2 separate regions of the Ovis canadensis genome follow, and region 2 is linked to region 1. A link is a contact called in public Hi-C data. All regions are on one chromosome and are shown on one strand. The core of a region is the stretch at or near the end of the contact, and the rest is flanking DNA. Distances in the headings are between cores, read along the strand shown. Region 1 overlaps RNF216 (ring finger protein 216). Region 2 has its middle 16 kb from the start of FSCN1.

Region 1 (4,008 bases), core at 1,450-3,949:
AACCAGACCCCGCCATGCAGGCCTGAGCAGGAATGAAGGCCACCTGGGCACCTCTCCCCCGTGTCTGGTCCAGCAGCAGGCGGGGAGGTGTATGCAGCTGGGCTTCAAGACCAGGCAGAGGCGGCGCCGGAAGGTCTGAGCACACGAGGAAGGAGGGGCCTCAGACCTGGGCCGCTCAGCAGAAGGGCTGAGTCTAAGGTGGGTGCGGTTCCAGGGGGCACTCTGTACAGCTGGCAGTGGTCCCAGCACCAGGGGCAGGACTCAGGGTTCCCAACACCCTTGGTGGACGCTGGGCAGGATGGCTCACAAAGGTCTCTGACCCCGGCCCTTCGCCTGAGGAGAAGTTTCCAAAGAAGGAGGCCCCGCAGGCCCCTTGCAGTGGCCTGTCTCCCGAAGGCGGCGTGGCTGCTCCCTCAGCCTGTAATGCCCCCTCCATCCCACCCCACAGAGGTTCACACCCTAGCAGAGGAGCCCATGAGCTGAACATAACTGTAATAAAATGAACAGTCATCCCCAAAGAGACCTGGAATGACAGCCGTGCTGCACAGGCCAGTCAGGCTCTCTAGACAGGGAAGGCATTGACCAGAAGCCACACCTTCTCAGATGTTAAACCTGACAGAAGAGAACACAGACGAACACCTGCTCTTTCGTGAGGAGAGGACTTCTTAAACACATCCCCAAAAGCACACACTACAAAGGCAAACTGAGTGACCGGAGTAGTTTCATCCCAGGGAAGACACCGCAGACAGGGTAACAGACGCGTGACTGACTGGAAGATATCTGGAACTAAAACCGAAAGCAGATTAATATGTAGAGCGCACAGAGAGCCAGCCAAAACTGGGAAGTGAAAACAAAAATCTGATATAAAAATGGGTTAAAGACATGAGAAGGGAGAGGAGCAACTTTAAAAGTTACCAAAGACAGATGACCAACAGGCACGTGAAAGGATGCTCAACATCGCTATTAGAGAAACGCAGATCAAAATTACAATGAGGTGTCACCTCACACCGGTCACAATGACCATCACCAACAAGTCTACAAATAATAAACGGTGGAGAGGGTGTGGACAAAAGGGAACCTTCCTACACTGTTGGAGGGAAGGTAAATTGATACAATCTCTATGGGGAACAGAATGGGGGTTTCTCAAAAAACTAAAAAAGAGAGTTATCACATGATCCAGCAATCTCACTCTTGGGCATATATCCAGAAAAGACAGGAACTTTTACTTTGAAAAGATACACACACCCCCAAGGTTCACAGCAGCACTGTTCACAAAAGCCAAGGCATGGAAGCGACCCAAGTGTCCGCTGGCAGACGGGCGGATAGAGACGACACGGTGCACACACACATATACAACGGAACACTCCTCAGCCGCAGAAAGAATGACATAATGCTATCTGCAGCAACGTGAATGAAGCATGCCCTTTTCACTTTTTAACCATTTGGGAGGAACTTCTTAAGAGTGACGAGGACACAATTCACCCTTTTGTTGGTAACTCGCATTATGGTCTCAGTATATGCCAGTCGCTCTGAGCTGTTACCAGCAAAGCCACAGGCATCCACCACAGCCATCCTTACCCCACTCGAGGGCTGCTGGGCCCTTGGAGTCCTCACGTTTGTTTGGCCAGATGGTTTTTTTCCTTACTGCTGTTTCTATGACTGCCCCCACGTACTCCTTTCTCCCCTTCTATGGTTAAGGAGCTGAAGACTAGATAACGAAGCACTGCAGAACTGGGTCTCACGTAAAAAGAGACTGATCTGAAGGTCAATCTCCAGGGTGAGCCCTGGAGGACAGAGCATGCAGGCTGGGATGTTAACTATCTTGGAGGCATCAAAGGCTATTCTGATTAGCTCCTGCCACTATTTCAGTATGGAAGATAAAAAAAGGCAGCTGTGGGAAATTCTTCTCAAAAATGGTAATGATTATGAAATCTGCCCTGGCTTGACCTTACGGCCCTTTACCAGCCAGATAATCCTTGCCTCCTGGGCCAACGCTGTATGGTGAGTGGTACCCTCTGTTCCCAGAGACGAGTGCGAGGGGCTGCAAGGATATCAGGTCAACCCCCCGACTCCGTGTTCAGTTTCCCTGAGGGTGGAACTTCCAGACTATACAGACCAACACCAGTCTTTAGATACCAGGGTGAAGGAGAAAAATTCCCACGTCTTCTCATTTTACCAGATGACAAGCTTCTCTGACCAGGACATCTTTAGTTTGTTCTCATTAACAGGCTTTCTCACAAAACCCAAGCCATGAGATTAGTGCAGTGGGAGAACAGGTATGTTACAATCTTTTTAGATCGAGCATGCAGGTCTCATCATACTCATCTGAATATTTTAGGATCCATGGTTTATGAGAAGTTGTCAGTGTACTCTTATGAAACCCTTGTCAAGAAAACAACACCTAAAAAGAAAGACATTACAGAGACATAGTATCTGCAACTGTAGTAACAAATGATGTCTCCTGATGGGATTAATCAAGAGGAGTCTGGATTCATCTATATTCCCATATTCGATGAACTAGAAAATGGGGACATTATTGTAACCATGCTGTTTTCCCCCCAGGACTCAAGAAGAATGGAGTTATTCCTGAAGAAAACAACAGATTTAGATTTTATGTGGGGGATGTGAGGAGTTCTTGGCGGTGTGGTTTGTACTCATCAGGCTAGGAGCTTGGGGAGAGCTGGGGCTGGAGTCCAGATGTGGAAGGCTCTGGCATGCAGAAGGAATTTAAGACAGCCTGGATGAGGTCACCCCGGGCAAGTGGGGACAAACACGAAGGGGCACAGGTCAGAGTCCTGGGGTGCTCCAGAGTCCTGGGGTGCTCCCGGGCAGAGAAGGGGGAAACAGGAAGCTTCTGAGTGGTGGGGCCTTTAAGGTAACTAGACTAGGTTTCTTAAATGGAAAGATGACGGATGAAAGAGAGTGGCTAAGACTGCTATGCTCGAGGGGCTGGCAATCACTCTTCGGGGCTAGTTGACAACATCACAGCCAGCTCTCTCTGCCGGAGTATCGACACACACCCTACTTGCATTTCTCTCTGGTGAAGTCTTGCACAATTCATGACAGAATTTCTGGCATTCTGTAGTCCTACAGGGACAGGAATCCAAAGGCCTGTCGTGTCAGGCTTCTTGGAACCAAGAACTGGCTCAACTCTGAGCCCCGCTCACCACTGGGTAACATGCAGATAACTCCTGGCACACACTCTGTTCGTTACTGATGGCTTACGCTGCATTGCTCACATAACCCAGGACCCCACGCTGGCAGCAGCATCCTGGCTGCTGCAAACTTTAGCTCCAATTCATAGCCGAGGACTCCTCGTGGATACCCACGGCGGTGTACAGCCCTACCTCCCAGCACGGCTGGGCTGAGGGCTGGCAGCTAGGCCTCAGAGTGTGTGAGGAAGGAGGGACAGCCTCTACAGCTGTCCCAACTGTCAGTCACAGCTCCTCTGACTATTTCTGATAACGAGATTGGTAATGATTTCTGGAAAACCTGGGAGGGCAGCAGGTTCCTGGAGGGACAGCAGGGGTGGGGTGGGAACGGCCAGAGCTCATCCGAGCAGGACAGGGAGCAACAACTCTCGGGCCGACTCCTTCCGGCGGCCGCCGCCTCCCCGCACGCCTGTATGGGCTCTGCACGTCGGCATCGCTTCATTTTCTTGCTCACCTCTCTGCTGACCCCTCAATCCCACTCCTTCTCCAGTGGCGCTCACTTCCCCTTGCAGAACTGGACTTTTATAAGGAAGCAGAGGTCACGCATTGAGCGTTCCCCTGTGGAGGCTGCTGTCCCCTTGAATGTGGCCCCCACTCACTCGTTTTTGGACCCCTCGGGACAATTAAGTCTCTCAAGTTTCCTTTTTCCTCCTTTTCCCTGAGACAGACACACAGACTTGCTCTATTGGAGAGATTTTATGGCTTAGCATGCTGGGTGGACAGACTGGAGGGAAAAAATGACACACAGGAAGTTATTTCAGAAACTCCAGTAAAAAAGAAAATGATGTGGTTTCAG
Region 2 (4,061 bases), core at 260-2,759, 79 kb before region 1:
AAAGGGTTCAGGAAAGCCTCACTTCTAGTCCCAGTTTTGCCGGCTCTCCTGAGTGAACTGAGGACATTAGCCACTGTGACCCTCAGTCTCCCTGCCTGTAAAATGAGAATTAATTATCTCCCCAGGGTTGATGGGCTAACATGTCAGTGAACATCTTCACATTGCAAGAAATGGAGAATCCAATGCATCTTTTCTAGAACAGCAAATATGGCTTCTGTAGCCATCTAGGGGTAATGGGATGTCAGGGATGGTATGATCGGGGCTCTGGCTCAACTTCTGACTCTCTAAGCATTGTCTTCTCCCCCATGGGTCAGCTCTGCCTACAGGATGGCCAAATGCTTGCTGCAGGTCCATGTGGCACATCCACAGGGCACGGTGACTTGGGGCAGACGGCAGTGCTCTGGGCCAGGGTGCCAAGCATGCCCCGGGTCGCTCCACATTGAGCAACTGAGGTCGGGCCCATCCCTGAAGCAATGACTGTGGATGGGGAGGTCAGGGGGTGGCCCCCGCTCAGGAGTCGAGAGGAAGAGCACAGAGCAGAAAGAAAACCTGTGTGCGGGGCATGCGTTAGCCCCGTCACAGACCGTCGCCCACCAGGCTTCACTCTCCATGACAAGAATCCTGGAGTGGGTTGCCATTTCCTTTTCCAGGAGATCTTCCTAACTCAGGGATCTACCCGGGTCTCCTGCATTGCAGGCAGGTTCTTTACCATCTGAGCCACCAAGAAAACCCTCAGCTGTCCTTAAAAAGAAGGGGAGGGTTGGATGTGGGGTAGGAGCCCTGCCTGGGAAGCATAGTGGAGGCGGAAAGGAGAGACTGACAAGGAAATTCTTCAGGCGGTTGAGGATGCGGCCATCACCCAGCCTTGGGGTCTGTCTGGCTGGGAGGGGGCTGCAGTAGCTGAGGTGTGGAGGGTGGAGGACAGAAGGGGCTCTGGATTAGGGTGCTGCTGGGGAGGACTCCGGGAACCACACCCACAAGGAAGGCAGTCAGGCCCTGCCAGGAGCCTCCAACCTCGCCGCACCTCCAGCTGCGCGAACTGCCGCCTCCGCCGGCAGGAAGCGAGCGGGGGAGGGGAGGCTGTGCACGGAAGGGGCTGGGAAGGGCCGTCCCGGGACTCGGCCGGGGCGGGAAGCGATCTGGAAGCGGGAGTTGCCAAGGGAGGAAGGACTCGGGGTGGGGCGGGGGGCGGGGTGAGGGACGCGGGGTCCCCTAGGGTGGGCAGGGCGTGTCCCCGCAGCACCTCGCGGACCCGGGGGCGCCCCCTTCCTAGTCGCGCCCAGAGTCGGGGGCTCCCCCATCGCCGGCGGCGGCGCCTCTGCTCGCCCTGATCCCACCACTGGATCCCAGGCCCCCTTCCCCCCCGCACTGCCCCCTCCCATGGACCCTCCTTTTCCCCGGGGTCGCCCCGCGGCCTCAGAGGACCCCCAAAGGACCCTCAACTACGGCCCCAGGCAGGAGCCCCGCCCCGTTTCCCTCCTGGCCACGCCCAGGACCCAGCCACGGCCTCCCCAATGGCTTTCCAGACCTTCGGCCTCCCCGGATTGGTCCGTCTTCAACAGGCCACGCCCTCTCCCGCACAAAGACAGGGACCGGCTCAGCCCATCCCCACCGCAAGACCCCCAAGGAATTTGGGGGGCTGGGTCCCCAGGCTACGAGCCCAGCCTCACCCTGATCTCGGCGCCCCGCATGAGTCACAACCTAGGTGTTGTGATAATAACTGGGGTCGAGGTTGTTGTGAACCTCAGACGTGCAGACTTGGGGGTTCCACCTTGGGGAAAACCTGGGTCTCCTTACCCAGACCTCGCACCCCCTCGCTCCCCAAGCCTGGCTCCGTTCCCGCCTAGGAGCTTACCCTCGGGCCCCCGCCCTCCGGTTGTTTCGCCTCCTTGCCCCTTGTGCTGGGGTGGGGATGGGTGGACTCAGTGATTACAGGTTACTTGATTATGAAGCTGATACTATTGAGGAAACTGAAGTTCAGAGAGAGTAGGTAACCCGCCTCAAGTCACACAGCAGTCAAGAGTAGCCAGGAAATAATAATGAGCTGTGGGAAGAGAGGCAGAAGCCTGTGGACGGTGTGGTCATCTGTGCCTCCTCCCCACACACCTAAGACTCAGCAGTTAAGTCGCCAGAAGGGTCTTCAGGATGAGACAAGGATGACCCCAGCCAGGCAGTCAGCCTGGAGGAGGCAGTTAAATTTTATTTGCTTTTTAGGGTCAGAACATGAGCCATTTTAATGCAGCTCTGAAGAACTCAAGGTTCTTTGTACATAACTTTCTTTTCTTTTTGTTGGCTGAGCCAACATAGCCTATGGGGTCTGAGTTCCCCTCCCGTCCATGTGTCAAATCTGCGCCTTCTGCAGTGGGAGCACGGAGTCAGAACCACTGGACTGCCAGGGAAGTCCTAGAATTTTATTTTTTGTCAGTGACTTACTTGCTCCCAAGGAATAGCACCATCCAACTGACACATAAGGCAAGCCATACATGCAAATCCCATGTGTAATGTTTAGATTTTCTTGTCTGGAGAAGGGGATTTTCGTAAGGAAGCTTGGCAGTGGTGTCTAGAGAGCGTGTACAGGCTTTGTTCCCACCTCCACCTCCCAGGCAAGTTTAATCTCCTTGAAACTTGCCTTATCTGTAAAATGGGATGATAAACTGTGAGGATGAGAAGAGACCCTGCCCGGTGCCAGGCACACTCTTGGGGTTGGATGAGCAGTACCTGCGGACTGTGCAGAGTGAGGGGCCCAAGTCCACAGACCGTCAGCGGGAATCCTGGAGGAGCAGCTACCTCGGCTCAAGAGTTCCGAGGGAGCAGCTGATGGGGCCCGTGGGTCTTGCGCTATGGGACCGCCGGAGCCAGGAGGGCAGGGCGGGGTGAGTGTCCAGGCTCCCCTAGGAAGGATGGGTGTGGGGGACATTCAGGGCATGCCAGGCAGGGGCAGACAGGGTGGAGCCTCCCTATGCCCAGCAGGGACCAGCAGAGGGTGTGGGTGGGCGTCAGGACCTCAGACTTCCTGAAAGCACCTTAAACTCTTTCAGAGCTGTAGGTGCTTCTGTAGTTCTGGGCGAGGGTGGGCGGGTGGTGGGAACACTGGCCAGGACCCCTAGGTTCAGGCTGGAGGCATGTGGCATATCTCCAGGGGAGGGGTCAGGGCTGTCCCTGTGTCCCCAGCCCGTGGGTGGCCTTGTCCTCCTGGAGGGACCCTCCTCCTGTTTTCTTTGCTTCCCTGGCTTTGCTTCCCGGGGGCCTCTCCATGCTCTCTCCTGAACACAGAAATCCAAACCCACCTGGCACCTCCACGGTCAATGCAGGGCATAGTCACCACCCTCTGCCGCCCAGCTTCAGGCCCCCACTCCTGCGCACCCCACATGGGAGCTGTGGAAGCCCACTGTGCTCTGCTTCGGCCAGTGGCTTTAGGACTCATTTGTTCCAGAAGGGAAATGAAAGAAGGGCCAAAGGAGAGAGGAAGGAAGATGTCTTCTCTGTTTCTCGCTGTATCTGGAAAACTCCTAAGTGTGCACTTTTTAAAAATTCTTTATTTATTTATTATTGGCTGCTCTGGGTCTTCATTTCTGCCCAGGCTTTTCTCTAGCTGGAGCGAGTAGGGGCTACTCGCTAGCTGTCGTGTGTGGGTTGCTCCGTGCGGGGGCTTCTCTTGTTGCCGAGCTGGGGCTCTAGGGTCCACAGGCTTCAGCAATTGCGGCTGGTGGGCTCAGTGAGTTGTGGTTCCCGGGCTCTAGAGCACCGTCTCCGTAGTTGGGGCCCACAGGCTTAGCTGCTCTGTGGCAGGTGGGATCCTTCTGGACCAGGGATCGAACCTGTGTCTCCTGCATTGGCAGGTGGATTCTTTACCACTGTGCTACCAGGGAAGCCCCAAGTGTGCGCTTTTTAAGGGACACCATTCCTTTCTGTTTAACGTGAGGCAGAGTCCTCCCCACTCATCATCAGGCGGACCCGCTGCCCTGGGAGGGGGCCTAGGGCTTCCAGGAGCAGCTTTGGGTTGGAGACCGGTGGGGAAGCTGGACAGGGTGGTGGGAGGGGGTGGCAGGGGCCTCTGGGCG

The links. A called contact is a pair of places that touch in the nucleus more often than the background predicts.
Region 2: a Hi-C map of fibroblasts shows a contact between it and region 1, with 2.8 times the contacts expected there. The contact joins two enhancer-like sites. A contact is called at or near these places in 2 of 2 Hi-C or Micro-C datasets (fibroblasts and lung).

Annotation. Positions count from the first base shown.
Region 1 is chr24:53,893,377-53,897,384 of ARS-UI_OviCan_v2, reverse strand. The region is part of intron 13 of RNF216 (ring finger protein 216); the gene reads right to left. Among named protein-coding and RNA genes, the nearest start is that of FSCN1, 62 kb to the left of the region's middle. Within about 2 kb of position 2,699, the one cell type or tissue checked has open chromatin away from gene starts, as enhancers often do. A contact at or near this core is called in fibroblasts, where this site is marked.
Region 2 is chr24:53,971,044-53,975,104 of ARS-UI_OviCan_v2, reverse strand. No RefSeq gene overlaps it. Among named protein-coding and RNA genes, the nearest start is that of FSCN1, 16 kb to the right of the region's middle. Within about 2 kb of position 1,509, the one cell type or tissue checked has open chromatin away from gene starts, as enhancers often do. A contact at or near this core is called in fibroblasts, where this site is marked.